Linked DNA regions of Mus musculus: all the other regions are linked to region 1. The links are chromatin contacts, called in public HiChIP or PLAC-seq, capture Hi-C and promoter capture Hi-C maps. All regions are on one chromosome and are shown on one strand. The core of a region is the stretch at or near the end of the contact, and the rest is flanking DNA. Distances in the headings are between cores, read along the strand shown.

Region 1 (3,671 bases), core at 654-3,153:
GTGCCGTTTTCAGCCTAGCCATCTTGCCAGCCACATCCATCTCCAATACACAATAAACAACAATGTAAGGGCTGAAGAAATGGCTCCGTGATTAAGAACACTTGCCGATCTTGCTAAGGACCAGAATTCAGTTCCCAGCATCCATGTCAGGTGGCTCTCAACAAAACTTACCACACCTGTAATCCCCGCTCTAAGGGACCCTTTCTTTGGCCTCCACCTGCACTCACACATACAAGTAAGACAGACCAATCTTTTCTAAAGTGACAATATAACTTAGTTGTTTGTCATAAAGCTATATTCTCTTGAATGCCTGGAAGGAAATATGTGAGCCATCCACAGAGAAACCAGGGTTAAGGTTTGCCACGAGCACCATTCTGCTTCTCTGTAGTAACACTGCCCACGCCTTTTGTGGACTATTTCACTTTCACATACCAGGTCACTTGCAATAGGTTCCTGTAATCGTAGGTGGGCAGGGAAGACACACTATTTACACTAGATGAGGTCATTTGCACAGGACCTAGTAAGTATAAAATGCAGCGGAAGTCATTTGCATATGACCTGCTACTTAAGGAATGCACTAGAGGTGCAAGGTCTCCAACTGTTAAAACTTTGCTTTGGAGGTAAAAGGTGACAAAGCAGGAAGACCACCCCAAGTTCTCCAGCACTCAGAGAGCCCATTGTTTCACAACTGTTAATTTGTATTTTTAAATAACAAAAGTGTTACACGTTTAAAATCTTAAGACATTGAAAACTAGCCTTCCCAGGACAACAGAATAGCCTGCGCATTAGAACCCCCCTCTCCCTCTATTCTTACTATGCCTTAAACCCAAGCTTCCCTCAACTAGTAGGGGCAATATCCTTTTCTGAGAAGAGTCATGTGTAAGTCACGGCAAATACAAAAATGGGTTTTTGGTTTTGTTGCTTGTTTGGTTTGTTTGTTTGTTTTGCCAACAAACTTCCACTCCAACAAAATGGGAGTGGAAGGTCTAATAGAGACTAAAGACTCAACAGTCCAACCGGTTGCTCCTATGCAACAACTCAAGCCCTAGCACGGGAGACGACAACCAGCTGCAACGCTGACAGCTCGGTGTCAGCATGCCTCAACCCTCCAGAGGCCCCAAGTCACTTGGTCAGGCAGGCCCACCATGCCAACTGTGTTCCTGTGGCCTTACTTACACCATAGGAACCCGGGGGAATAAAGACTGAGTTTTAACAGTCTATACACTCGACCTGGAACCAGACTCTGAAGAGTGCATAGGGCTGCTTGGATCATGCAAAATTGTACCTACCTGTCTCCGGGTCCCCCACCTGGCCGTGCAGACGCCGCCCTACCCTGCAGTGGGTACCCGACCTGACCAGGTAGATGCCACCCTGCCCTGCGGAGGGTACCCGACCTGACCAGGTAGACGCCGCCCTGCCCTGCAGTGGGTACCCGACCTGACCAGGTAGATGCCACCCTGCCCTGCCGAGGGTACCCCACCTGGCCGTGCAGACGCCGCCCCGGCTGTAACACCTATCCCACCTAGGCTGGCACATGCCACTCCTACAGCAGCGGGCGTCCCACCCACTGTTCCCGCGCGGTCGCGGGCTCACCTGGTCCCCCCCACATTCAGCTGCACGATCTCCCCGCTGCTGGCCGCCGACGCGGCGAAGCTGCCGCAATGCCCGCCCGCCATGTCTGCGGCGGGAGCCGGAGCCAGGGCCGGAGCCGGAGCCGGAGCCAGGAGCGGCGGCTCGGCGGCCGGAGCACACTCGGAACGCCGAGCCTCCCGCAGCGGCCCGGCTCGCTCCAGCCTCCCCCACTACGTGTTCGTGGCCTCCGCCGCTCGTGGCTGGAGGCCGCCGGCCCAGCCCGGCCTCTCCTCAGAGCCCACTCGCCTCCATGGCGGCCGCCACAACCATCTGGAGGACGGGTCGCCGCGAGGGACAAAAAGCTGTAGCGCCGGCGCTTCACGCTTACGAAGAAGGAGTGGGCGGGGCTGGTGAGAGGGAGGAGCTCCTGGCGATGGGCGGGGCTGGACGAAGGGTCTTCTGCCACCGATGGCCTAGGAAAGATTTGCCCCTTGCCTCTTCACCAGCACAAGATTTAGGTAAAAAAGAAACTTTCGCAGTTATTCAGACTGATCTAAGTACACTCGATGAAAAGATATTGAACACCATACAGCGCATTACCTGCAAACTGCATAGTTTCCATGCCACCACTCCTCAGGGCAGGAGAAAGCAAAAACCCTGCTGGAGTGAGCGGTATCCAGCAACATGTTTCTAGATTGTACATACACGCACTTTTATTTTCTTTACTGATTGATTTTTGTTTCTCTCTCTCTCAGCATTATGCATTGGAGCACCAAACCTTAGCGATTTCGTGTGTGTGTGTGTGTGTGTGTGTGTGTGTGTGTGTGTGTGTGTGAGTGTGTCCTCCTGGGGATGGAATATGATGAGGCCTTGTGCTTGCTAGGCATCACTGACCTAAATGTCCAACCTCTAAATCATACTTTTAAAGAGTACTATGGCAATGGGATGTAGGTCAGCTAATGGAGACAGCACACTATATTTCAAAGATATCTAATTCAACAAGCTAAACTGTAAGCATTAAATGTCTAATAGTTTTCTCATAAAATTTAAAACTGATGAACTATAAGAGGATAGAAAACATCTTATCCTCATTAAACATTGCTTAATTTTGCTGCCAAATATGCCACTGAGATGATACACTTTCTCCAGAATTGATGATTTTTTTTTTTTTTTTTTTTTTTGAGACAGGGTTTCTCTGTATAGCCCTGGCTGTCCTGGAACTCACTTTGTAGACCAGGCTGGCCTCGAACTCAGAAATCTGCCTACCTCTGCCTCCGCCTGGCTCCAGAATTGATTTTTATAAAGGACAGCCACACCAGATGTGCTATCCTGTAACCTCAGCACTGTGGGGGTAGGGGGAACCAAGGAAAAAGAATAAGGAAGGGACTAGAGGCCTCCTCAACTACATAGAATTTGAGGTCAGCCTGAGATACAGAGACCCTGTCTCAAAAAGAGAAAGGGGAGGAAAAGAAGGTGGGAGGGAGGGAGGGAGGGAGAGAGGGAGAGTGTGAGGGTAAGAGAGGGAAGGAGGGGAGAGAGAGACAGAGACAGACAGAGAGATTATTTCTGGGGCTGGTGAGATGGCTCAGTGGGTAAGAGCACTGACTACTCTTACGAAGGTCCTGAGTTCAAATCCCAGTAATCACATGGTGGCTCACAACCACCCATAATGAGATCTGACACCCTCTTCTGGCAGGTCTGAAGACTGCAGCAGTGTACTTAGGTATAATAATAAATAAATCTTTAGGCTGACAGGAGCGAGCAGAGGTCCTAAAAAATCTAATCCCCAGCAACCACATGAAGGCTCACAAGTATTTATACAGCTACAGTGTACTCATATACATAAAATAAATAAATAAATCTTGAGAGAGAGAGGGAGGGAGAGATTATTTCCCCTAGCTAATGGTAATAAGATGGAAAACAGCTCAACTCTGGTTCATTGTGAGCTTTTTAATGCTTTACTGGAGATAGGTACTGGGGATTGAACCCAGAACTTTACCCATGAAGAACACTCTACCACTCTCTTCAAAAAATAGAAGGTTGAGGGTGATAATCACCCCCAAAACTTAGTCAAAATTACATCACAGGCTAGAGAAAAG
Region 2 (3,518 bases), core at 912-3,411, 700 kb after region 1:
TACCTGAGGCATTAGCATTCTAACCTGTCCAACTGTCTGAACTAGGAACATCACCTCCGTCCATGTCTGGGCGCCTCGTCAGCCCTGCAGCTTTGGGAACAGGAGGCAGCACTCTAGGGAGAGTCTGTCCATTGCCACTGATTAAAAATCAGTGTCTTGGGTATTTTATCTATAATCCCACCTGAAAGAAAAAAATTAAAAAACAAACCCCCAAATCTCAGGGTTCTTCAGTGGAATTCGTAGGTGACCCCTGTGTATGGGCCGCTGTGGTAGTGCTTCTCACCTCTCATGACCATGGGACAGTGTCCAGGAAAGGTTGCCACAACGACACAGTCGATGGGAACCATGTGCTGGTTGGGAAGGACCCAGGTGAGCTGTATGCCCAGAAAAGAGCATCTAATATAAAGAGCGGTGCAGGTAGGCTAATGACCATCCAGCCCTAATTAGCAGTAAATGAACAACTAAGTCATCAGCCCAAAATCCCGAGTTACCGAGGGCTACCAGGGCCAGAAAGGTGACTTACTCTTTGTTATTATGACTAAGTAGCATCCTTATCCACACCGGCAGGCCTTCATTCTCCTGTTCTGCCTCCTGCCGCAGCCTTGGCTGCTGGCTTAGCAAACCCAGCCCATCAGGCAGTGGACATGTTAGCTCCTGCTAGATGGCAACATGTTTGTTTTTCTCGATTATGTAACCTGGATTCCTTTACCAAGAAGAGATTTGGAAATGAGTTGTTAAATTGCATTGCCAGCGAGCGTACAGTCCAAGAACATATACATGTATAAACGTCAGGAAACTTGGACCCTTCCTCTCACACTGCCACATGCAGCCCCTCCACTAAGTGTCGAGCTGTAAATCAAGTGTGGTGAAGGAGGCGCTATCCAGTGTCCGGCTGCAGTTCACAGGAAGCACTAAAATGCCTACTAAAGACTTTTGAAGGGGTGGGATATTTGATCTGTTCAGTCTTAAATAGCAACTTATTCCACTAGGGCATGTAGGCATCACATTAAGTGTGCTTTAGACCCTAACACCGTGTTAAAATGTCTTGCAAAAGTTCATATTGGTGTAGGTTCAAAGACTCCAGATTCTAGGCAAGGGCTTGTCATCTGGAGAGCTATTTAGAGAGTTTCACGTAGTTCTAAACTTCCCAAACAAACTGGAAAACCAGAGTCAGGACCAAGCTTGGAGTAGAGCACTCCATATTCCTGCTACCCGCAGACAGACAGACTACCCGACCCTTCTTGGCTGGCAGATCCAGAGGCCAGACCAGGAACGGTTTGGTTCTTCTACGTGAACAATCTATGTGGTTTTCCAGTCCTCCAGGGTCTGCCTCCAGACCAGGTATGACTGGAAAATGAGAAAGCTTTCCCCGGAGGAGAGGTGGATTTTGTGAAGATGACAGAACAGCTGATATGAACTGAGTTTAGGCATTTGGGCAAAGAAGGGGAAGGAGACAGTGGCTGACAGGATTCCTGGGCCAGCAGCATAACCCCACACTCAGGGAAGCAGCAGAGCAATTTCCAGAGTTGTGACAAATCCTCACTTGTGCAGCAAGGGCAGAGGGGAAGGAGGAGAGAGGGGAGGGAGAACAGAGGGGAGGGAGAACAGAGGGGAGGGAAGGCAGAGGGGAGGGTCCCTGTATTTTCTTTAGCTGTTTACATCATATTTAAAGGCCTGAGGTCAGAACCCTCTGGAAACTATGGAACAGGGAAGTTGTAATTCAGGAACTTGTGTGTGTGTGTGTGTGTGTGTGTGTGTGTGTGTGTGTGAGAGAGAGAGAGAGAGAGAGAGAGAGAGAGAGAGAGAGAGAGAGAACACAGAACTTCTTGTATGGAGTAGCTGTGAGTCTGCTTTGAATTTTAAGGGGAAATCTAATGCATACAATATTAGAGCCTCGGTTGTTCAGACGGTAGCCTTACTGTTGGGGAAGCTGTTAACCTCTCCCTTTCTGCTTGTCCTGTCACTCCAGGATAGGCAGGAGTCTTGACCGTGACATGGCAGTGGCAGGGAGGGGGGAGAGTTGAATTTTAACTTGCTGAATGGGAGATTAATTTTCTTGTCAGTTCAAAAGTTCTTAATGAAGGCTTGCTGCCAGAGCCAGAGCAGCACAGGCTGGGACCCAGTCACGCTGAGGCCTGTCCTGACCCTGCTGCCAGGAGCGGAAGGCTGAGCACATCTCCCCAGAGGGAACAGCAGACCTTGTCTACTCTGACTGTCCCAGCACCAGCTTACCTACCTCCTCCTTGTGCCCCTTCAGTCCCCTGCTTGGGATTCTCTCTCTCCCACTCTCTAACCCAAACCCAAACTTGCTTTTGGGATCAACCCAGGGTCCTCCAAAGCCTCGCTCTAAGAGACTCCAACCCCCCTGTCCCTGTCATCAAGTTGCAGCAGATGCATACAGTTTATGGCAGAGGCTCTGAGCTAGGTGAGCATCAAGATCTGTTTTCCTCTGGGGACTTATGTTTTTTCAAAAAAGAAAAAAAAAAGCTTATGATCTCTCTGCCTGGATTCTGTTATTGTTTACAGGGCCCAGAGAGGTGGGACCCGGACCACTGGCTTTTCAGAGCCCTTAGACCTGGTCCGAGTTTCCACTGCTGAATCTGCTGGCCAGCTGGGCAAGTTTATTTATATCTATATATCGATATCTATTTGGTTTTGTTTTTTTGTGGGTTTTGTTTGCTTGTTTGTGTTGTTGTTGTTGTTGTTGTTTGCAGAAGTCCCCTGGCATTACTATTTCAAAGCAACCCCCAAAATGGAAGTTATTTCTCCAACTAGCTGGAAGAACAGGAAAATCAGAGCCAGAAGGGTGTGTTAGAGTCCCTCTGCTTTGGGGAATATGTGCAGAAAATAACATAGAAGGAACTCTCAGAACTATGCTGCAAAGATACCAGAAGAAACCCCTTATTAACAAAGAAATCGACATGTTTTCTTCTTAGATCCCCCTACGTTTTAAAATGCCCTTTAAAAACAATAGTGGACATGGGACACAGAACTTCCACGAGAGAGAAGTGATTCTTTTTAAAAATGTTTTAGTTTGCTTAAAAGCAGTGCACAATACATTGCATTGGGTGTCGTGTCACGATGACAAGTCTGATCAAAGTGTGTTTTTGTGGATCCCTTCCTTCAACCCCCTCTCCCACATTAGGAAGAAACAGTACTTCCTGGTGAATCTAGACTTCTCTGCCTAAAGGAAATTGAGGGCAGTCAACCTGCCAGTGTGAGCAGAGCTACTGGGAACAGAACACACAGAGGACTGACTCAGAAGCCCCTTCCAGTTCGTTAATTTCCACCTTTGTTCCCTCCCGGGGTACTTCAAAAGGAAGCTAGGCAGACCAAACTGAAGTTACATCCTGTGTCTGACCCTCCTTCTCCTCCACCCTTAAGGTGCCAGTCCCATCAGGAGGAGGATCATTACCACAGGAGGGAAAGCAAGAAAGGCTGTGAGCTTCAGTGGCAGGCTCTCCTTCCTACCTGCTTATAACCGCCAAGATTACAGGCAGCCATCACACTTAATATTA
Region 3 (3,711 bases), core at 313-2,812, 680 kb after region 1:
TCATTCAAGAGTGAGGAGAGTACATTAGACCAAAAACCACACGCAAAAATTGTCTTAACAATTCAGCCAGCCACCGAAATCAATACATCAACGTGCCACAGCCATATCCACCTTTCACCCCAGCACTTGGGAGACAGAGGCCAGTGGATCTCTGAGTTTGAAGCCAGCCTGGTCTACAGAGTGAGTTCCAGGCCAGACAGGGCTACACAGCCAACAAGTCAAAAAACAAAACAAAATAAAAGCAACAAAACATCTAGAGAGGCAATATAAGCAAGGGAATCCAGCAGGTTTATTTTCTAATTCAAAACCTACAAACAGCTATATTCATGTTTGTAGTCACACACTTTGTTGAGAGCAAGAAGATATTTACAAATGTAGTTAAGATAACTAAAGTTATATTTTATTATGCTGAGGATTAGTATACAGTATTTACACTTTAAATTTCTAATTACAGTCTTAACCCTATCTTCCCAGGGCTGCTCACCTGGGTGACATATTTTAGCTTGTCAGGTTCAGTTTTTTTTTTCCTTTTTATTATTATTATTTATTCATTCTACATCCTAATGGTAGCCTCCCCTTCTGCCTGTGATCCCAGTCCCATCCTCACAAACACCTTCCCTTCTCAGAGAGGGGAGGAGACCCCCTTGGATACCACCTGATCCTGGGACATCAAATTGAAGCAAGACTACACACAACCTTTCCCATTAAGGCCTTACAAGCCAACAGAAGTTTTTGATTTGAGGCTCCTGAGGGCAGATTATGGTGGTGTCTTCTCATATGTGCAGCGCAGAGCATTGTCTTAGTCTCCAATTATATACTGTTCACTGGGGATCATGGGGTTTTAGGATTGTTATTTGGAGTGAGTGATGTCAGAGTTTTGGTTATTAGTCTTGGGTGTTTAAAAGGCATTTTTTTTTACTATGTTCATTACACACTTATATACATTTTCTACCTCTCCTACACTTATATATAAATACATCACACCGATCGCCTAATTGCCATTAGGTGTTGACTGGGTACGGAACAACCTGTCAGCCACCTAAATCGGGTCACTAGAGCAAAAGTTGTAAAATCCGTAAATGTAAAAAATTAAGATTAAAGAGGCAGGGTCTGAGAAGAAGACTTTGAAAGATGAAGCAAAATCTCTGTGGTGACGGTGTAAAAGAACTTCCACCGAAAGTATGTCTTTAAAATGCGGAGGGCTCCGTTCATGGGCCCACCGCCCGCCTCAGGCCCTAAAGAGGGTCTGGCAGGTTTCTGCTGTTGTCCTCCGTCAGGATCCCCTGCCTCTCTGCCAGTGCTAGCTAGTTCTGGCTGCTGAGCACACAGCACAGCCTGGCACCCTGGCGACCCTAAGCCGCCAAGTGAGAAAGAAGCTTCTAGAAACCATGCGGGCCTCCGATGGGGGGCCGCGGGCGGAGGACGGGGGCCCCGAGGGGGGACGCTGCTCACCTGAGCTCCTCACAGAACCTGGCTCCGGGCTCTGCGAGCCCCGAGTTCCTCACCGCCGAGCTCCTCACACAGCGCACCGTTCCTCCCCGACCAGCACGAGCGATTCAAACTGCCCGCCGCCGCCGCCCCTCTTCCCTCCCGCTCACTTCCGGTCCCGCCCAGCTAGCCTCCACGCCCATTGGCCATGGCGAGAGGCTTTCGACCAGTCCTCACCCGGCTTCTCGGTGAGCCGCCTCTGATTGGCCCTTTTGGACGACTGTTTAAAAACAAGCAGAGCCGGCGGCGGAGCCTGCGCAGACGTCGGATGCACTGGCGTTGCCTAGAGACGGGCTCCGCACGCTGGGAGGAGCGGACTGCGGGTCTGAATGAGGGTTAAACCCTGAGCGGCTGGGCGGGCTTGAGGAGCAGGGTAAGGTGAGGTCTGTGCTGCGGGGAGGCCGCTCGCTCTAACCGTAGGACAAGCGTAAGGTGTTAGCTCTGAGGGGATTATTATTATAAAAGTTAGCTGCGAAGTTGATTATTACTTTAAAAGTTGGCGCGCACCTGCCATAGCAGCCCTGCGGAGGGCGTTTGGAGGACAGCCTGGCTATAGACAAGAGTCCTTGTCTCGAAAAGAAAAGAAGAGGGGAGGGGAGGCGGGGGGTGGGGGGGCGGATAACAGAGGCACAGTATAACAAATAATCTGAACTTGAATCTAGACATGCATGCAAAACTCAACTGCTGACCTCTCTGTCATCTCCATATTTTCAAAATCTGGATATGCGATTCGCATGGGTTGTGGTGGCTCACGCCGACAGGATTTACTGAATATGAGATCCGAGGGGAACACTTCATCAGATTCAAATATTCACAAGGCTCTTCTAAACTGAGTATACTGCTTCCACTTTCCTAATAGCACCTAAATGCCTAAATATTTTTCTTTAAAAGTAAATATCCATAGGAGGTATGGGATGTGATGCAAACGGAGGGTGGATAGGGGCGGGGGTATGGAATATGGAGTGTGGAAAATAAATTTAAAATAAAATAATTTTAAAAAAAGAAGTAAATATCCTTGGAATTGTAGAGGTGGCTCAGCAGTTGCTGCTCTTGCAGAAGACCTGGGTACAGTTCCTAACATCCACATAGTAGGTCACAACTATCTATAAATCCAGCTCAGGGAATCTGATTCCCTTTTCTGGGCCCACAGGCAACAGGTATGTAACGACATACGTGCTGGCAAAACATGCATGCACATAAAATTAAAACATAAAAATGCTCTCAGTTCCTCTTTCCTCTCCAGTGATCCCTCTCATTGTCTCTCTGCTCACATCCCATTTCTTTTTAGGGTCACTTAGTGCCCAGGGCTTATCCCAGCACCCAGTTTCCCCAGGAAGGCAGCTAAGAGTTACAGAGTCAGATGGAGACCAAAGCTGCTTTATCTTTGGCAGTTCTCTTTGCTATTCTGTAGCCAAAGACTACTTACTTTTAGCAATTTCTCTGACTTTAATTCTTTGCTATTGTATGTCCAAAAGCTGCTTGCTTTCAGGAGTTTTTCTCTTTAATTCTTTGCTATTCTAAGACCTCTGGTTTCTGGTAATTTGACTCCAACTGATAGCAACAAGAGTATTAGAAAAAAGGCTTAGTTTCTCTCTGACTCAAGGACCCCTCCATGGCCAGGCTAGAGGCTTGGAGTCTGTTAACTCTTTGTGAGCCAGAGAGAAAAGAAGAGGAAGAAAGAATTCAAACACACAACTACACACACACACTCTGGCCCTGCCGGACCACCTGTCTCAACAATTTCACAAGTGTTCATGCCAACTTACATAGATACACATATACCTACATATTATTTATGTACATACACATGGACAAACGGACATAGACATATATTCATTTGGTGAATGGGGCTGAGCCCTAAATGCCACACTTTGTTTTTTCTCTCTGGCAAATTTACCTTTTTAGACAAAAATTCTTTATAAAATTACCTCACAGATGAAATGTTACACAGAAGGAGGGTTACAGAAGGGTGTTGACAGTAAGCTCAAAGCAGTGATTCGTTCTACAAGGTCATTATAAATTCAAAGCAGTAGTTTTACTTTATTGCTTTATTATAGTGCACACTTGTAGCCTCTTCCTTGAACCTGACTTAAAATGAATGCTTTTCCTTGATCATAAATTTGTCCCAAGCCTGCATTCTTTCCCTCGTGCAATTAGCCTGTGACATGTGAAGAGCACTATTTGCAGCTTTATTTCTTAGGGGACTTGAGATTACTTACATCA
Region 4 (3,804 bases), core at 659-3,158, 790 kb after region 1:
GGATTGTTCTGCGGTGACTGGAGGGGTGGCCAGCTGCGGTGAGGATGGAGAAGGAAGGAAGGAATGCCTCTGGAGATTAAACCTGGTAGTGAGCACACTACCTCAAGGCAGAGCCCCAGGTGTGCTGTAAGCCAGCCCAAGCTGTCACAGAACACAAAGGCATCTTCAGAAGTGTGTGTGTGTGTGTGTGTGTGTGTGTGTGTGTATCTGTTTGCACTAATCCTGACATCTTAGCACGTGTTCAAATAAAGACAGGATTGGGTGCGTGGAGGTACATGCTTCAGTCATTCAGAATGCTGTTCATAGCCGAGCTGGCTGAGGCTTCAATTTTTAGGGTGATAATCACACTTTCATCTACCAAATGCCAGAGTAATCTTTCAAGAGCCACCGTTGGCTTTGGGGGACAGCTGGGGAGAAGAGAACCTTGCAGTCTCAAAGGTTGGTATGGGAGAAATTTGTAATTCATGTATAATAAAACAATACAGAGCACTGCTTTTAACATACCGACTAAGGTACAGACAGAGCACACGTCTTTTTTTGTTAAATGCTGATAGATTGTGTAAGTATCTACATTGGCAAAGCTTACAGCTGCCAGGGTTTGTCTTCAGATCCAATAAGAAGTGACTCTATGGTGGATGCCGGGTGGTGTCAGATCAGACAGGGAATCATCGTCCTTCTGAGGTTAGGAAAGAAGTCAGCCTGCCCCTGGCTGGGGAGACACCTCAGCTGGTTAAGTGCTTCCTTGCAAGCATGAGGACCAGACTTCAACACCCAGCACCCCAGCCAGGTGTCCTGGGGAAGGTTTGGAATCCCAGAACTGGAGAAGCAAGACCGGGGGTAACCTGGGCCTCACTGGCCAGCTGCCATCAACGAACCCCAGCTCTGCGAGAGAAATCCTGTGTGTAAAACAGAGGTGGTGGGCTCCTGAGGATGGCCACCAAGGCTGACCTTGGTCTCTGTGCCCAGGTGCTCATGTTCTTCTGTACAATCAGCCCTGTCCCCAGTCTGCCCCAGCCCCTCCTCTGACACAGGTTCTCGGGGACCCACATGCATAAGCAGTCTAGTCGTTTGGAATACCGCTTCTGTAGGTGGCTGTGTCAATGGATGTGGTTTCTTTTAGCTTGTCCCACGCTGGGAAAGAGAAGACGCTGGCTCTCTGCATGCGGGCCTACGATCTCAGGCTTCTGATGACACAGCTGGGGAGGCTTGGTTTCCGTGTGGTCTCGGACTGCCGTGGGAAGCACAGACTGACAGGATTGTACCCTTTTATCTAGACGCACTACTTCGGCCTTTGGTTTCTCAGCAAGAGCCAGCAGGCGAGATGGGTAGAGCTGGAGAAGCCACTGAAGAAACATCTGGACAAGTTTGCTAACGAGCCTCTGCTTTTCTTCGGAGTCATGTTCTATGTGCCAAATGTGTCACGGCTTCAGCAGGAGGCCACAAGGTAGGTACAATATTCCCCCTCGAGTTCCCCATAAGGGTGTGGATAACCAGGAGGCTTCCGGCGAAGTGGAGCTGCTGGTTGATTAAGTTGTGTGAGGAAGCAGAGTGGGCGATGTAGCTGCAGGTTGTCTGCCTGTTGCCATGCGACAGTCATATTTTGGTTCAATCCGTGTAGCTAATGCCCGACATTCCCTGTAGCCCTGGTAAAACAGGTGAGTTTTGTGTCTAGCAGCAAGGAAGTATATGTTAGGGATGGTCAAATGGGTATGCTAGCATTTCAGTAAAAGCTAGCCACCTAATTCTGTTTTTATGTACCCCACCCGCCCACCCCAAACTCCGTTGGACTCTGCACTTGAGCAATAGAGTGGTTCTAAAGTAAACTTGGGGAGGAAGATGTGGAGAGGGTGAGAATTTTGATCACGTGGGTTACATAAGCAGAAACAGGAAGTCAGCGCCTTAGCGGAGACTCGGGTTGGCCGCGCCGTCTCCTGTCCTCGAAGGAACTGAAAGTGTTCGTAAAGCTCGGATTGCTTGTGATTCCCTGAGCAAAACGAGACCATTTTGTTGATGTCAGTGCAGTGAGCATGGTGGCAAAAGATGTTTGCCAAAGAGCCTTGGGGTCGCCCGTCAAGTGGACATTCCTGAAGGAGCAGGAAGCCCAGGAGCACTTTTTTGTTTTTGTTTTTGTTTTTTTAAACCTGTTGCTCAGATTTGGGCCTTAGGAATGCTGCTGACATGTGTAGAGAATGCAGAGTCTGTGCATTAATTTTCACCTTGTGGGTTTCAGGATTGTAAAGTTCTCAAATGACGACATGGTTGGAAATTTTATGTTTCTGTTAGTCTCTCTCCTCCTCCTTTTCTTCTTCCTCCTCTTCTTTGTCCTCCTTCTTCTTTGTCCCCCCACCCCGCCTTCTTCTTAGTGAATATCCGTTGTTGGTAGCTGTGGATATGGCTTTGTGGGTAAAGCGCCTGGCGTCCAAGCATGGGGACCTGAGTTAGTACCCGGGAACCGTGTGAAAGCTGCAGGTGGCAGCATGGATTCGGAACTCCCGCTGGGAGAAGGGATGGGTGGAGACTGGTGGCCCAGGGTTCAGCAGTCCTGAGGTCCATGGCTGGAAACTGTGGCTTTCTGAGGTTAGTTTGAGATCATCCCATCTCACCCACTGGAGATGATGGCCGACTGGAGGTGAATCTCTTCATAGTGGGGAGGCCTGCTGAGAGACACTGGAGAAAACGTGGATAAGTCAGGCCCAAGGTTAAGACGACACCTGAAAGGTCTCAAGGGGAGAGCGGCAAGGGGGGCTCAAGTCCCACAAAAGCACGGGACCAGCCTGTAATTGGCAGCAGTGAATCCTGGTGCTGGACAGGGCAGAGAGGAGAAGCCCTGGGGTCTCCTGGTCAGCCAGCCTAGTAGGAGGAGTGAGCTCCAGGTCCAGTGAGCAAGACTGTCTGAAGCATGAGGTGGACAGTGACTGTGGAAAGATACCCAACATCAACCTCAGGCCTCCGTGCACAAGCGCGCACACACACACACACACACACACACACACACACACACACACACATAATGTATCAAAGGGAGAAAACATGGAATTAAAAAAATCAAAGGAGGGAAAAATAAATGGCCCAGTGTGATTCCAGACATGTGCAGGAACAGGCTGGCAGCGGCCAGGCTGCTCCTAGACAGATGGGGATGAGTCACGAAGCCATAGGAGCTAAGAGATTAAGAAGCTGGGAACTTTCAGCCTCGCTCCCAACTGGAGGATGTGTTCCGTGGACTGGGAGGATGTTAACTCCTTGGGTCCTGCTGGGACCCACCACACTTCTTCCCAGGCTGTCTGTCTTCTCCTCGCCTTGGCCGAGTTTCCCTCAGCAGGGGCTCCTGCCTGCTGGGCTTCCTCTCCCTTTATATCTTTCTGAATCAAAGGAAAGATTCTTTGCAGTGTGTTTGCATAGCAACAGATTCATTGTAAACACGTGGTTTTCATATTTGTCTGGGCCCAGAAGGTGAAAAGATGGTTTGTAAGGGAGGCAGAAGAAATTCTTTATTGGGCAACTTAAGGATTGCCAGGGGCAGCTGGAGAGCTGCTGGATGCCTGCGCGTGCAAGCACACACACACACACACACACACACACACACACACACACACACACACGCACGCATGTGTGCGCGTGCAGTGGCAAGCTTGGAATTGATGTCTGGGTCTTCCCCAAGTCTTCTTCAACAAAGAAGCCCCTCCTCACTGATTCAGTGCTAGGAACACACTTTTAAAGGAGAAGGTGATGGGGATTGGGGGGAGGGGGGACTCAGTTGGCAAAGCGCCTGCCACACAAGTGTGAGGACCTGAGTTCAATTCCCAG
Region 5 (3,605 bases), core at 311-2,810, 820 kb after region 1:
TTCACAGAGTCCTCGCTCCACACCTGCCTGCAGGATAAGGGATTAATCTGGGTTTAAGACATGCCAGACAGTACCCAGTGATGAAAATATTTCCCTGGCCTTTTTGATATTGTTTTATTTTGAGGCAAGGTCTCACAAAATTTCCCAAGCTAACTTAGAACTTAATATGTAGCCTATGTTGACCTTGAACATGAGATTGTCCTGCCTCAGCTATCCTGACTCCCAACTATCAAGATTATTATTCTTAGGTCTAAGCTTGCTCTCTGCAGAATGGTTTATCATTAACTTCAGTGGATGTTTATATTCAAATTTAAATTAAAGTTAAATGAAGTTAGAGGTTGAGTTTTCTGTCCACACTGGCTATCTCTTACTGTTCAGTAGCCAAGTGTGTGTCTAGGGGCTGCTGTGTAGGAAAGATCAGAAGTGTTTTTATCCTCCCCTAAAGTCCTCTGGGAATGCTGAATAAGAAGTCGGTGGATTCCTGTGTGCATGAGTCTGGAATGGGCCTAGGCTTGGGCTCAGCCCTCATCTTTCTTCTCTGCGCACATATCCCCAGTCCATCCTGCCATGATCTGTCCTGGGTAGTCTGTGTTCTGAAACTTCACCACATACTTGCTGGGTGGTGCTGAGGCTGTATTGGGGTTAACACCCCTAACTGGCCTTATGACCTTGAGCAAATTAGCTGATGGCCTCATCTGAGATGAGAATAAAGCCAGCACCGTTGTGAAGATCAGGGAAACCATCCATCTGAGCTTGGTCCAGGGCAAGTTCTCAGTGACCAGTCATTTGGGTGTGTTACTATTAGAGTGACTCTATGATATGCAAATGAGTTGATCAGTGCCACTGTCTGCATTTTGTAATGCAAGCAGACAGGGTAAGCAGAGGGATGGACAAACTACCGTTAACCAGTTTGGCATAATCAAAACCTCTTGTCTAATAATACGAAAGTCACATGCCGTCCACCAAGTTTAGTTCCGTGATATTTATTGACCGCTTAGTTTGTCTTATGAACTTGGAAGGGTCATTTTGGAAAAGCCCTGTGACTGGCTTCCCACAGGATGGGAAGAATTGCTGCCCTTGAGGTAGTCATATTCTGTCAGGGGGATGGGGGCAAGGAAGGAGCTAGGGTGCTGTACAGATAACCACAGTGGAAACACTGTAGAAAGAACACCCAGAAGAGGTGTGGGGGGTGCCCACAGCAGAGAGGGCATGTCCAGGTGAGGGAAGGCACCGTGGAGGGAGCGATAGCTGACATGGGGCATTTCCCATTGCATGATGTACTGTGTAGTTCTCTCCAGAAGTGTGGGCACCAGTGTAAATAAAACCAGTAATGGCTGTGTTAAGAACAGCAGCTTGCCCGAGGCTCTGCACTCTCAGAGGAGGCGGTTTGGAAGGAACCACTGGGTCCCACTGAAGAAAGGTCCAGATGCCAGGCCCAGGTGTCGATCTCATTGTGCAAGCAGCGGGGAGCCATGGAAAGTTGTCAACCTTCAGCTAGGTTCTACCGGAGCTTTCAAAGGGAAGCATGCATTCTTCAGCTGGGGGAGGGACGCGGGATGAATGGCCCTGTTTGATCCTGCCTAGTCACTGACTTGGCAGATGGCATTTCTTCAGCAGAGAAGAGAACAAAGTACACAGACGGCCCACAGGTGTGTGGCTGTACCGCACTCCCTGCCGTTTGTTATCCAGCACTGCCACACTCTTACACATCTCTGGGGTGTGCAAGCCTCACCTCGCCCCGCCCCTCCCCCCACATATGCACAGCTGGAGACACGGAGCTGCAGATAGAAGCAGGAGGGTACTTTGGGGCCCTTTCAAAGTCGGAACAGGAGGTTTAGTGAAGCCCTTTGATCTTCAATTCATTCTCTTCCTTTGTGCCTCTTAGAATTAGCCAGCACCTGGTATGGCTGCTGCCTGAGAGGCATGGGAGCAGTTAGGGTGTCAAGCACACAAGACCCCTCGAGTCTCACAACAGGAAGCCTGTTTATTTCCTTCCTGTCATCCCAGTGGCTGTCCAGAAGTCAATCAATACCAATAATAAGAAAGAGCCCTTTGGGGTTCATCTACTTCTCTGTTTCTCGGGCGCTTAGGGCCTTCTAGAATCCACAGAACAGAACTTCCAGACACAGTTATGGGCTCATTTCTTCAACTTTCAACAATACCAGTTCCTCACGTTGTTGTTTTGAGATAGAGTAGTTCTCAGCCATGTCTATTTTGGGTTTGGTGTAAGGGTTGCACCCATGTAGGCTTATGACATTGGAAGTGAACTTCTATATAAATAAATGCTATTTAAGATATGTGTGTGTGTGTGTGTGTGTGTGTGTGTGTGCGCGCGCGCGTGCAGAAATCAGCCCTGGCTATCATTTCTAGAGTGCTGGTCCACTTTGGGTTTTGAAGCTGGGCCTCTTGTTTGCCTGGAATTCACTCACTAGGCTGCATCTTCAGGGCAGCGAGCTCCAGGTTCCAGCCTTGCAGACTGTCGGCCTCCCAAGCCATCTGTTTCAGTTGTTCCCAGCACCCACGTCAAACCCCGTAAGACACCCAAGCCATATTTTCTCCTCGTGGATTCTAAGGCTAGACCTCAGGTGTTCCTGCTCACACAACAAGCATTCCCTCACACTTTGTATGAATCCGCCCGCATTTCAGACCCCGCCCTGTACCCTAGACAGCAGGAGCAGGGAGACGCCCTCAGCAGGACGTAGCTGGAAGATTTCTTGCCGTTACCTATGGAGCATAGAAGCCAGATGTGCATGCTTTGCCCTCTTGGTGCCTGACAGTCTGGGCATATCCAGTATGCCTTGGCTGAGGCACTAAGGAGGACATGTACACATGAGGTCCTGCAGACAGTCCTGTAGGTGTCCTGAGGTGTGTTCCAGCCCCTCCCATGCTGAGCAGCAAGTAACACCAGAAAGAGCCAGCTCTGCCACCACACAGTTTAAACTCATTGCCTGGAATTTTAGAGGCAGGCAAAAGGTCCTGGCACAGCAGATTCCAATGTTCAACTCTTAAAAATGATAGCCTGCATGGATACTCATTGGCTTCTGCCCTAATCATTAAAAAACACATACCCGCAGGCTGTGGAGACAGATGGACAGTAATGAGCTTGTAAGGACGTAAGTTTGATTCCCAGAACCCACGTAAAAGAAAAGCTGGCTGAGGAGGCAGAGCTGGGTGAGGCCTGGAGCTTTCTGCCTAACGGGTCCCATTGGCTATGGAGAAGACGTGTGTGCAACAGTAGGGACCATATACCTGAGCCTAGTCTTCTGGGGAGGGGGCGGGTGCATCACTGGAGACACCTGTCAAGAGAGCCACTGTCAGACACCACCCCTGATCTGTAATCCTGTTCTTCCAGGATTTGGCCATGGAGGAGGCGGCTCTGGAGGAGCTAACCCAGAAGGTGGCCCAGGAACACAAAGCTCATAGGTAAGGCAGGCGGAGTCCGAGAGCCTGTCCGGCCAACGCAGCACACATTCTGTCTCCTCCCAACTCCTGGTTGTGCTTCCTCCCTCCCTCTTCCTGTCCTTATCTTTTCTTCCTTACTCTCTTCCTCTCCCTCCCTGCCCCTCCTCTCTCTTGAAAATTTTTCCTTTCTAAAATTATGGAAA
Region 6 (3,874 bases), core at 1,128-3,627, 890 kb after region 1:
AACCAACCACGAGCCACAGTGAGGTAAGAAAGATGCAACTAACTGTAAATGACATCCGGCCTCAATGTCCCTCACTTTAGGCCCCTGGGATCTGGGTCACAGCCAAGGAGCTGGGTAGCTCTGACTTAACGCCTTTTGGTAAGGCCATCTGGATGGACGAGGCTGAGGAAACTGGTTGGTAAACTGTCATGCCTAAGGTTGTCCTCTGGCTTCCATACAAACCTGCACGTGAGTGCATGAACACCTGCATACAAACATGGACATGTGCACACGTGCACACACAGATTTCGGCTCTTTCCTAGATGCAGAGCTGCTGGGACTGGACACCATCCATCACGCCGGGAGCAGGAGAAGCCTACCTCGTGACCTCCGCCTCCCTAGCGTGTCCTGACAGACTTGTACACTCGGGAGAAACAAGGCTAAGAGCTTTGGTTTTTGAAAGTCACCATCCTTACTGAGAACAATTATTTCTGCCCCCAATACCACCGGATGCATGTTAAATCTGTGACTAAGATAAACACTCGACCATCGGAGGAATACTCACGTGACTCAAACTCCCTCACAGCCAACAATTTCTCTGAAGGTGTCCTCTCTGGGTGGATTTTCTAGTAATCGGAGACAAAAATCAGAGAGGAATGTCAATGCCCGGGGTCAAACACAGCTCTTTTCTGGTTATGTCCCCATGAAGACAACACAGCCATGTCCAAGGAAGAAATCTACTTGAGGAGTCCACACTTGGTGCTAAGTCTGTCCGACCTCCAGATCCAAAGGGCTTATTTTAATAGCTTTTGAAAGGGTCTGCTGTACCCTAACACCAGGACACACCACACACACACAGTAGGCTCAGAAATGCTCATTACAGAAAAGAACGGGGCCACGAAACAACTTATTAGGGTCCCAACTTGAAAGGATTGAGTCTACGGACAAACCACACTATTTATTACTCTTCTTTCTAAAAAGGAACAAAATGAAACCCCATCCATTTCCCGCTTTCTTTAAGCATAGGCTAAAATGATCTCAAATTCCACATTTCAAAAGGAACACACTAGGTTGTATCTGCAAGCGGAGCCTCACTTGAAACGCACGCTGCCTTTGTTCTAGACGCCCTAAGAGGAGCTAACAATAGTGAACCCACGAGGCTTTGAGAACATGAATAAACTTGGTGTTGACAAGAGTTCAAACACAGAGCTCAGGAGCTGGCCTGAGGCCTGGGCTTTGTAATCTGGCCATTCAATGTGGGGATACAGGTGGCTGGCTGGTCTAGCGGGCGCTCTCCCCTCCCTCCTTAGCATGTGCAGCTTCCCTGGGTAGTTGGTCGCCTGTCTCCCTAATCCTTTGCAGGCTCCTGGAATACAAATGGTCTGGGTTTTAAATCACCTATTCCTACAGGGAAGAAGAGATGGTCAGGTGCCTTTTATTTCACAGTTGATTAGGGGTAATTATCGTGGAAACTGAAGGGAACCTCTAAACTCACCCCAGCTCTCAGACTGCTCGCTCAGGAGCCAAAGCCAGAGTGGACATCTTTCATTCACAAGGCACACTTCTGTAAGAAGTCATCCTACCCAGGGGTGGCGGGGCAGCACACACGTTCCTTCTGAGTCCTTAACACAGCACTGTCAGAGACCCTGGGAAGGCAGGGGAGCAAGGGACTGGTCTCCCAATGGGCGGGGCTTGATACAATCTGAAGGACTGGTAACCCAAGACTGCACAGTCACATCCACCCCTGTTCCTCTGTCCAGCCATCGGCTACTAGTTCACAGAGGATTGTCATTTAGTAGCAGGCAGTTGGTCTTCTCCAGAAAAACAAAACAAAACAAAACCAAAAAAAACAAAACAAAAAAACAAACAAACAAAAACCCACCCTCATCTCTGGGTCTTACTCTGCAGGCAACCCCTGCTCTACTTACTCAGAGACGGTCTTTTTAGTCACCCGACCCCAGCTGAACGCAGTGGAAAGATGACCTCAGAGTTCTAGAATGTTCTACTGCTGTTTACACATTCGGGATGCTAAACCTGATCTGGGGACGAGCACACGCGCCGATCGTTACAATCATACTCAGGTTAAAACCACAGCATCAGACTGGAAGAGGAGGTGGGAGCTGGAAGGGATGAGAGAGCCAGAGGCGGATGAGGGAAGCTTTAAAACCCAATCTGCAGCTCAGAGGCCTCGCAGCCAAGGCACTCGGACACAGACGGCAAGGCCTCTGCCAACACACTGCCACCTATTCTCCCTTACACGTCAGTGGATGTCAAAGATAAGCCCCTCACATCTTCCTGCTGGCTTCAGGACCCAGGTCTCTGCAGAGGCCGGCATGCACTTCTCACGTGCTTAGGAAGGACTGGCCACACATCAACCAACAGTCCTGAGAGCCTGGGAGGAATGAATGCACGGGCAGCTCCTCTCCCCCTCCCAGGCTCTCCTCCTCCTCAGCCTCGCTCTACCCTCACACACTCCTCTTTGTCTGTGCATGGTATCTGGGCCTCCCTCTGGGTCCTTACCTGCTTACACATAGGTGGGCAAAGCAGCAGAGGTACAGAATGACACACAAGATAGGGGACAGACTGCCTCCACATATCACAAAGCAAGGAGGGGAACTCACAAAGCTTCCCTGACCGGTCTGGTTCATTGGAAGCTCTGGGAAAATTCCGCAGGTCTGGTCTTTGATGCTGTTAAGTCATGGCTATGCTTTCTGTGTAAGAAAAAAAAATTCCCAGAGAAAGCTCTGGTTTGACCTGCTATGTGTATGTTCCTCTTCTGGGGCACGAAGGAGATACAAGCAAAGCCTATGCCTAAGTGCCTTCCCGTCACGTGTGGGTGTGACTGCAGGTCAAGTCCAAAGATACTTAGCCACATGCTCAGTCTAGTGCAGCCAAGCTCAGCCAGGCTTTGTGACCTTTAATGAGAATTCAAGTAGCAGGACCTTCTCCCATTCCCTCACCTGTTTGGCCAGAATTCTTGCTGTGAGCCGCACAGTCTCCGAAGGATTCCAGTTCTCCCCCAAAACAACCATGGAGGAGCATTCCAGCTTGTGCAGGGGCCAGTCTTCCTTCTGAGCAGGGTTAGGGGGGAAACTGTTAATGGGACAGACACATCCACAGAGGGAAACAGACAGATGGGGCATGGAGACAGACAGACAGACAGACAGACAAGCACACACACACACACACACATATACAAATACACAGACACAGAGATACACATATGCACACACATTAACACACACACACAGATACACAGACAGACACATATGCACAAAGATACACACACAAACACAGAAATACACTCAGAGACACACACATAGACTAAGGTATGAAGAGACCTGCAGTACGTCCCCCAACCAAGGTCAAGTAGAGCATACTTCCACCTGGGAAGCTCGGGAATGCTCACAGACTAGAGATAACAACACCCCCGAAAGACAGAAAGACAGATATAACCCTTAGCTTTGATCCTCTAACTTCTGGCTTGGTCAAGGTGTTTTTTTGTTGCTTGGGGAATTTTTTTAAGGGTCCCACGCTGTGGTTCAGGCTACGAAGCTGGTGGTACTTTTCCAGCTCTGGTCTCAGGTTGGGACGTCACTGACAACAGTCTCTCTTGCCATTTTGTACAATCGAGGGTATGTTACAGACCAGACTCCAGCAAAGGCATCCACTATATTCCTTCCTATCGCCTGTCTGCTTTTTTTGCTCCTGGTAAAGGGGTGAACACTGCCCACTCATCAGCTGGGGGGGGGGGGGAGGAGGTGCCATCTGTGCACAGGGGAGGGGAGGAGGTATTCTGAAGACTCTAAAGAAAGTACTTAGGGATGAAGGGCAAATGTCAGAGCAAAGCCCGGTGGCAGAACCATGAGAGGCCACTGAAAACTCCTGTCACCGC
Region 7 (3,464 bases), core at 737-3,236, 910 kb after region 1:
ATGAACCGACACGCACCCCACCTGTAACATGCTCCTGAAACTCCACAGAGCTGTGCATCCCCCCCTTTAATACACAAGAACAGGTCAGGCCTCAGTCACACACAAGTAGGAGATGGAGTAACACAGTCTTAGAACGATCTAGCAAAACTAACCAGATTTTACGGCAACCACGGGATGCGGTACGAAGATTTCTCTAGGTGCACGGATCTTGTGAGTTTTATTTCTTGGGCAATATTTTAGTTGAGTTCCAAGTTCTGACTGTTACATAAGCCAAACAGAAGAGATTGGTTGACAATGGAATGGCAGCCTGGGGGGCCCAGGAGAGGGAACTGAGGCAAAATTAGTGACATTAACAAATGTCAAGGGGAGTGGGGGGTTAGCTGTCACAAATGACAGGATTCCTGAGGCTGGGTGATTTGTAAGGGTACTTCTGGAAGCTTGTGTGTCTTTGTACAATCAGGACACTCCCAACAGGAGAGAAGCACGCCTCAGCTGTCAACGCAGATATTTAATTTCAGGAGGAGAGAACTGGCCACGAGTCCCTACTACGCACTCCGCAAGGCCCACGCCTCTCACCGCACACCAAGCGCCAGGACCCCTGACGGAGGCCCCCTCTGTGCTGGGTGACCCGCTTTGCTCCTTTACTGCAGACACCCACACTGCTGCAGACTCCCAGCCACAGCGAGGCTCAGAAGATCAAGGGACCAGTTGCAGCAGCCTTTTTAACTTTGGGAAAACCCAATGCTCACTTCACTCAAACGTCGCAAAGTGGTGCCATGACCCTTTAGCTCTTGGCTCGCCAATTCAAAGAGGCACATCACATACAGCCCTTCCGCTGCCCACGGCACGCTTCTGCGTCTAGTTCCTTTCCAGGTCCCCCCCAGCGGAAGACAGTTCTGGCAGGGAGTCCGGCCGAGATTACTCTAATATGCAACCTTTGTCCATTCTTTTGTTGTCTTATTGTAGAACGAGGCGCACGAGTCTGGGAGGCTGAGAGCTTCGTGGAGTGCAGGACTGGGGGCAGCCCGCAAGAGGTACCTGCAGAACCCCAGGTTAGCTTAATCTAGCCCACCATCTCCACTTCAAAGGTGATGACACTGACCTTCAAAGCAAGTCAGGCAGGGTTCCTTCCTCAGGCATCCACAGATGGCCTGGGACAGGCTCAACTCCAAAGCCAGACCCCCTACCTCAGCAAACTTAGGAAGCAAGGAAGTGGGTGGGCGGGACGTGTCAGTCCTGACAGGCCAGGCTCCAGCCCCTAATTAGTGCCTTGTGTATACACAGCTACCCTTCCTCTCTGGGCTTTAGTGTCCCAACAGTAAAATGATCTCTTCTCGGCCTTTAAGATAAAGTGTGTCTGTAAAATGAAGACACAGGGTGGGATGGGGGAATCCCAACGCACCTTCCTGATCCGCAACTACCTTAAGGCTTAGCATGTGGCCGTGGATACAGCATCTACACACTCAGGACATGTATGAAGTAGTACAATCAAATATTCTCCCAACAAACTGTGTCCCCTCATCCCAATCCACGGAGCCCAGTCTCATAGGCGTGTCTGTTCCATAGCTTCCCTCCTCCAGAATGACCGGAAGCGTCCCTGGCTGATCGGGTCATCACTCCCTAGGGGGTGGGGGAGCCGCCCATCTCAGGACAGCTCGGGAGGCCTCGGGACCACAGAGAACCTAAGCTAGAACGGACACGCGTGGGGCGGCGCAGGTCCGGCTGCGGGGCAGGCCGTGGCTCAGCGGACGCGGCGCACGTGGCTCCGCGTGGCCCCTCCCGCCCGCACGGTCCCCGCGTACCTGGCGAAGCAGCACTCGCAGTGGTGGCCCCGCTCGCCCACGGTGAGCACGCAGGCGTAGGCCGGGCAGGAGAAGAGGAGGTCGCCCACGTGGAAGGGCCGCAGCGCGCGGAGCCCCCGGCCCTTGCCCGCACTGCAGAAGCGCTCCAGGCCGCCGCGGGCCTCGGCGCGCATGCTGGCGGCGCTGCGGCTGCGCGCTGCGGGGCACGCGCGTCACGGGAGGGAGGGAGGGAGCGAAGGCAGGTCTGCCGCGGCCGCCGGCCTTCAAGGAACTCGGCGCTCTGCTCGGGGCGGGTGCTGTGCCCTGGCCGCGCCCCGGAGCGCGGGGCGGGAGGGCGGTGCGCAGGGCGCGCGCACGGGAGTCCGCCTGCACCCGCCAGGCTGCGCTGCCCGGTGAGGAAGGCTGGAGTCCCAAGCCACCCAGGCCACCACCCGCTGTGCCCGCAGACAGCGTCCCCACTAAGATCCCGGGTGGTGGAGCAGGGAATGAATGAGTGTGGTTTGCAGTTGAGCTGTGCGTGCTAAAAAACACAGTTCTCACCTCCCAGGGAACTTAGAGAGAGTTCATTCTGGAGCCAATAGGAGGGGTCATGGCCAGGTTTGGGTTACCCCAAAGTCTACGTTCCAACGTTGTAACAATTTGATTAAAAAAAATTCCATAATAACAGAAAAAGAAAGTCATAAATCAAGACGTCAAAAATATGTCGGTGGGACCCCCCAGGTAGGCTGGCTGCAGAAGGGAGGGAACCTCAGCTACAGGCCTCAGATGCAATCTGACTGCACTCTCAATGTATGGCTTGATTATGTTCCAGGCGGTTTTACCTGTTATTCACGAGCTGGTAGGTTAGACACAGGATAGGCAACGGGTAGCTATTAAGGGAACTGGAGAGGGCCCAAGGAAAACTGCCAATAAGCTCCAGACATTGCAGCCTCTCCGCAAAGGTTGAAGTTCAAGTCGGTTAATTAGCTTTGCAGAAAGAGGGTCAGTGCCAGCTGCAGGTTTGTTTTTTTTTTCTCTCCAGCTTTCGTTCACAGGGCAAATCATAGAATGGGGGATTTGGAACCCGTGAATAAAATTTCTTTAGTGATAATATGAATAAGCCTTCCTCCAAGGAAAGGGCACCGTGGGTATGGGTTCTTTGGCCCATTTTTATTTTTTATTATTACCCTTTTTTTTTGTAAGTATGAGTGCATGTGTGCGAGCATACCCCTGTATGTGTGCTGGAAACATGTGTAGAGGTCAGAGGGCAACTTGCAGGAGTGGGTTCTCACCTTTTACCACATGGGGCCTGTGTCTGATTTGTCTGTCAGGTTTGGTGGTAGGTGCCTTTATACTCTGAACTATCTTGTAGGTCCATGTATCCATTTTAGTAACCATGGACATCACTGGACTATAAACTTGGACAAAGTGTAGGCCTGGATCCTTCAATTCCACGTAATAATAACCCTTCATTACTGGGTACCATTGAGCTAATGTGCTTATTTAACACATCTTGCTTACCTTAAAATAGGTGTAAGATTTGGGAAACCCTCTTCCATACCCTACTCACCTGTGACAAGCAACATTCTCAGGTAGGTTTGTGCCTAGAGCCCACTCTGCCGTCTGCTGGAAGCATTTTCTCAAATCTTGAGACTTTCTAAAGATGCCCACCTATGTAGATCT

Evidence for each region. Promoter capture Hi-C pulls out the DNA fragments that hold promoters and counts their contacts. HiChIP or PLAC-seq counts read pairs in DNA pulled down with a chosen protein or histone mark. Capture Hi-C pulls out chosen DNA fragments and counts their contacts.
Region 2: a contact with region 1 is called in an H3K27ac HiChIP or PLAC-seq map of T-cell acute lymphoblastic leukemia, with 7 times the contacts expected there. The contact joins the enhancer-like site here to the promoter of Kctd3 in region 1. A contact is called at or near these places in 8 of 39 promoter capture datasets (the C10 cell line, the HPC-7 cell line, cranial neural crest and 5 more), 8 of 115 datasets of contacts at active chromatin or transcription factors (T-cell acute lymphoblastic leukemia, bone marrow-derived macrophages, embryonic basal ganglia and 5 more) and 1 of 9 other capture datasets (adipose tissue).
Region 3: a promoter capture Hi-C map of pre-B cells shows a contact between it and region 1. The contact joins the promoter of Cenpf here to the promoter of Kctd3 in region 1. A contact is called at or near these places in 25 of 39 promoter capture datasets (the 3T3-L1 cell line, 3T3-L1-derived adipocytes, the C10 cell line and 16 more), 2 of 15 datasets of contacts at CTCF or cohesin (both in the NIH/3T3 cell line), 24 of 484 Hi-C or Micro-C datasets (B cells, CD4 T cells, CD8 T cells and 16 more), 39 of 115 datasets of contacts at active chromatin or transcription factors (the 230-238 cell line, the NIH/3T3 cell line, the SCID.adh cell line and 28 more) and 4 of 9 other capture datasets (adipose tissue, liver, macrophages and 1 more).
Region 4: a contact with region 1 is called in a promoter capture Hi-C map of pre-B cells, with 4 times the contacts expected there. The contact joins the enhancer-like site here to the promoter of Kctd3 in region 1. A contact is called at or near these places in 4 of 39 promoter capture datasets (the 3T3-L1 cell line, hippocampal neurons and pre-B cells), 1 of 484 Hi-C or Micro-C datasets (pre-B cells), 1 of 115 datasets of contacts at active chromatin or transcription factors (astrocytes) and 2 of 9 other capture datasets (adipose tissue and embryonic stem cells).
Region 5: a contact with region 1 is called in an H3K4me3 HiChIP or PLAC-seq map of the SCID.adh cell line, with 6 times the contacts expected there. The contact joins the enhancer-like site here to the promoter of Kctd3 in region 1. A contact is called at or near these places in 5 of 39 promoter capture datasets (the 3T3-L1 cell line, 3T3-L1-derived adipocytes, hippocampal neurons and 1 more) and 4 of 115 datasets of contacts at active chromatin or transcription factors (the SCID.adh cell line, astrocytes, embryonic stem cells and 1 more).
Region 6: a contact with region 1 is called in an H3K27ac HiChIP or PLAC-seq map of cardiomyocytes, with 9 times the contacts expected there. The contact joins the enhancer-like site here to the promoter of Kctd3 in region 1. A contact is called at or near these places in 1 of 39 promoter capture datasets (pre-B cells), 2 of 484 Hi-C or Micro-C datasets (embryonic stem cells and urothelial organoids) and 13 of 115 datasets of contacts at active chromatin or transcription factors (T-cell acute lymphoblastic leukemia, astrocytes, cardiomyocytes and 7 more).
Region 7: a contact with region 1 is called in a capture Hi-C map of embryonic stem cells, with 3 times the contacts expected there. The contact joins the promoter of Smyd2 here to the promoter of Kctd3 in region 1. A contact is called at or near these places in 15 of 39 promoter capture datasets (the 3T3-L1 cell line, 3T3-L1-derived adipocytes, the C10 cell line and 10 more), 1 of 15 datasets of contacts at CTCF or cohesin (large pre-B cells), 14 of 484 Hi-C or Micro-C datasets (CD4 T cells, CD8 T cells, Th1 cells and 7 more), 24 of 115 datasets of contacts at active chromatin or transcription factors (the 230-238 cell line, astrocytes, bone marrow-derived macrophages and 16 more) and 3 of 9 other capture datasets (adipose tissue, embryonic stem cells and liver).

Annotation. Positions count from the first base shown.
Region 1 is chr1:189,005,937-189,009,607 of GRCm38.p6, forward strand. It overlaps Kctd3 (potassium channel tetramerisation domain containing 3), which reads right to left and starts at 1,904. Exons shown (of 18, transcript NM_172650.2): 1 at 1,594-1,904. The coding sequence starts at 1,676.
Region 2 is chr1:189,705,565-189,709,082 of GRCm38.p6, forward strand. No RefSeq gene overlaps it. Among named protein-coding and RNA genes, the nearest start is that of Cenpf, 19 kb to the left of the region's middle. Within about 2 kb of position 2,162, at least 45 of the 459 cell types and tissues checked have an H3K27ac peak or open chromatin away from gene starts, as enhancers often do. A contact at or near this core is called in the HPC-7 cell line, T-cell acute lymphoblastic leukemia and pre-B cells, where this site is marked.
Region 3 is chr1:189,686,524-189,690,234 of GRCm38.p6, forward strand. Cenpf (centromere protein F) reads right to left here and starts at 1,563. Exons shown (of 18, transcript NM_001081363.2): 1 at 1,453-1,563.
Region 4 is chr1:189,797,238-189,801,041 of GRCm38.p6, forward strand. It overlaps Ptpn14 (protein tyrosine phosphatase, non-receptor type 14), which reads left to right. Exons shown (of 19, transcript NM_008976.2): 3 at 1,275-1,444. Among named protein-coding and RNA genes, the nearest start is that of Gm51739, 21 kb to the left of the region's middle. Within about 2 kb of position 1,909, at least 91 of the 459 cell types and tissues checked have an H3K27ac peak or open chromatin away from gene starts, as enhancers often do. A contact at or near this core is called in astrocytes, hippocampal neurons and pre-B cells, where this site is marked.
Region 5 is chr1:189,829,376-189,832,980 of GRCm38.p6, forward strand. Ptpn14 (protein tyrosine phosphatase, non-receptor type 14) reads left to right here. Exons shown (of 19, transcript NM_008976.2): 6 at 3,353-3,423. Among named protein-coding and RNA genes, the nearest start is that of Gm26574, 7.2 kb to the right of the region's middle. Within about 2 kb of position 1,561, at least 61 of the 459 cell types and tissues checked have an H3K27ac peak or open chromatin away from gene starts, as enhancers often do. A contact at or near this core is called in the SCID.adh cell line and embryonic stem cells, where this site is marked.
Region 6 is chr1:189,896,879-189,900,752 of GRCm38.p6, forward strand. Smyd2 (SET and MYND domain containing 2) reads right to left here. Exons shown (of 12, transcript NM_026796.2): 3 at 2,940-3,050; 4 at 545-605. Among named protein-coding and RNA genes, the nearest start is that of Smyd2, 23 kb to the right of the region's middle. Within about 2 kb of position 2,378, at least 9 of the 459 cell types and tissues checked have an H3K27ac peak or open chromatin away from gene starts, as enhancers often do. A contact at or near this core is called in cardiomyocytes, where this site is marked.
Region 7 is chr1:189,920,305-189,923,768 of GRCm38.p6, forward strand. Smyd2 (SET and MYND domain containing 2) reads right to left here and starts at 1,987. Exons shown (of 12, transcript NM_026796.2): 1 at 1,803-1,987. The coding sequence starts at 1,975.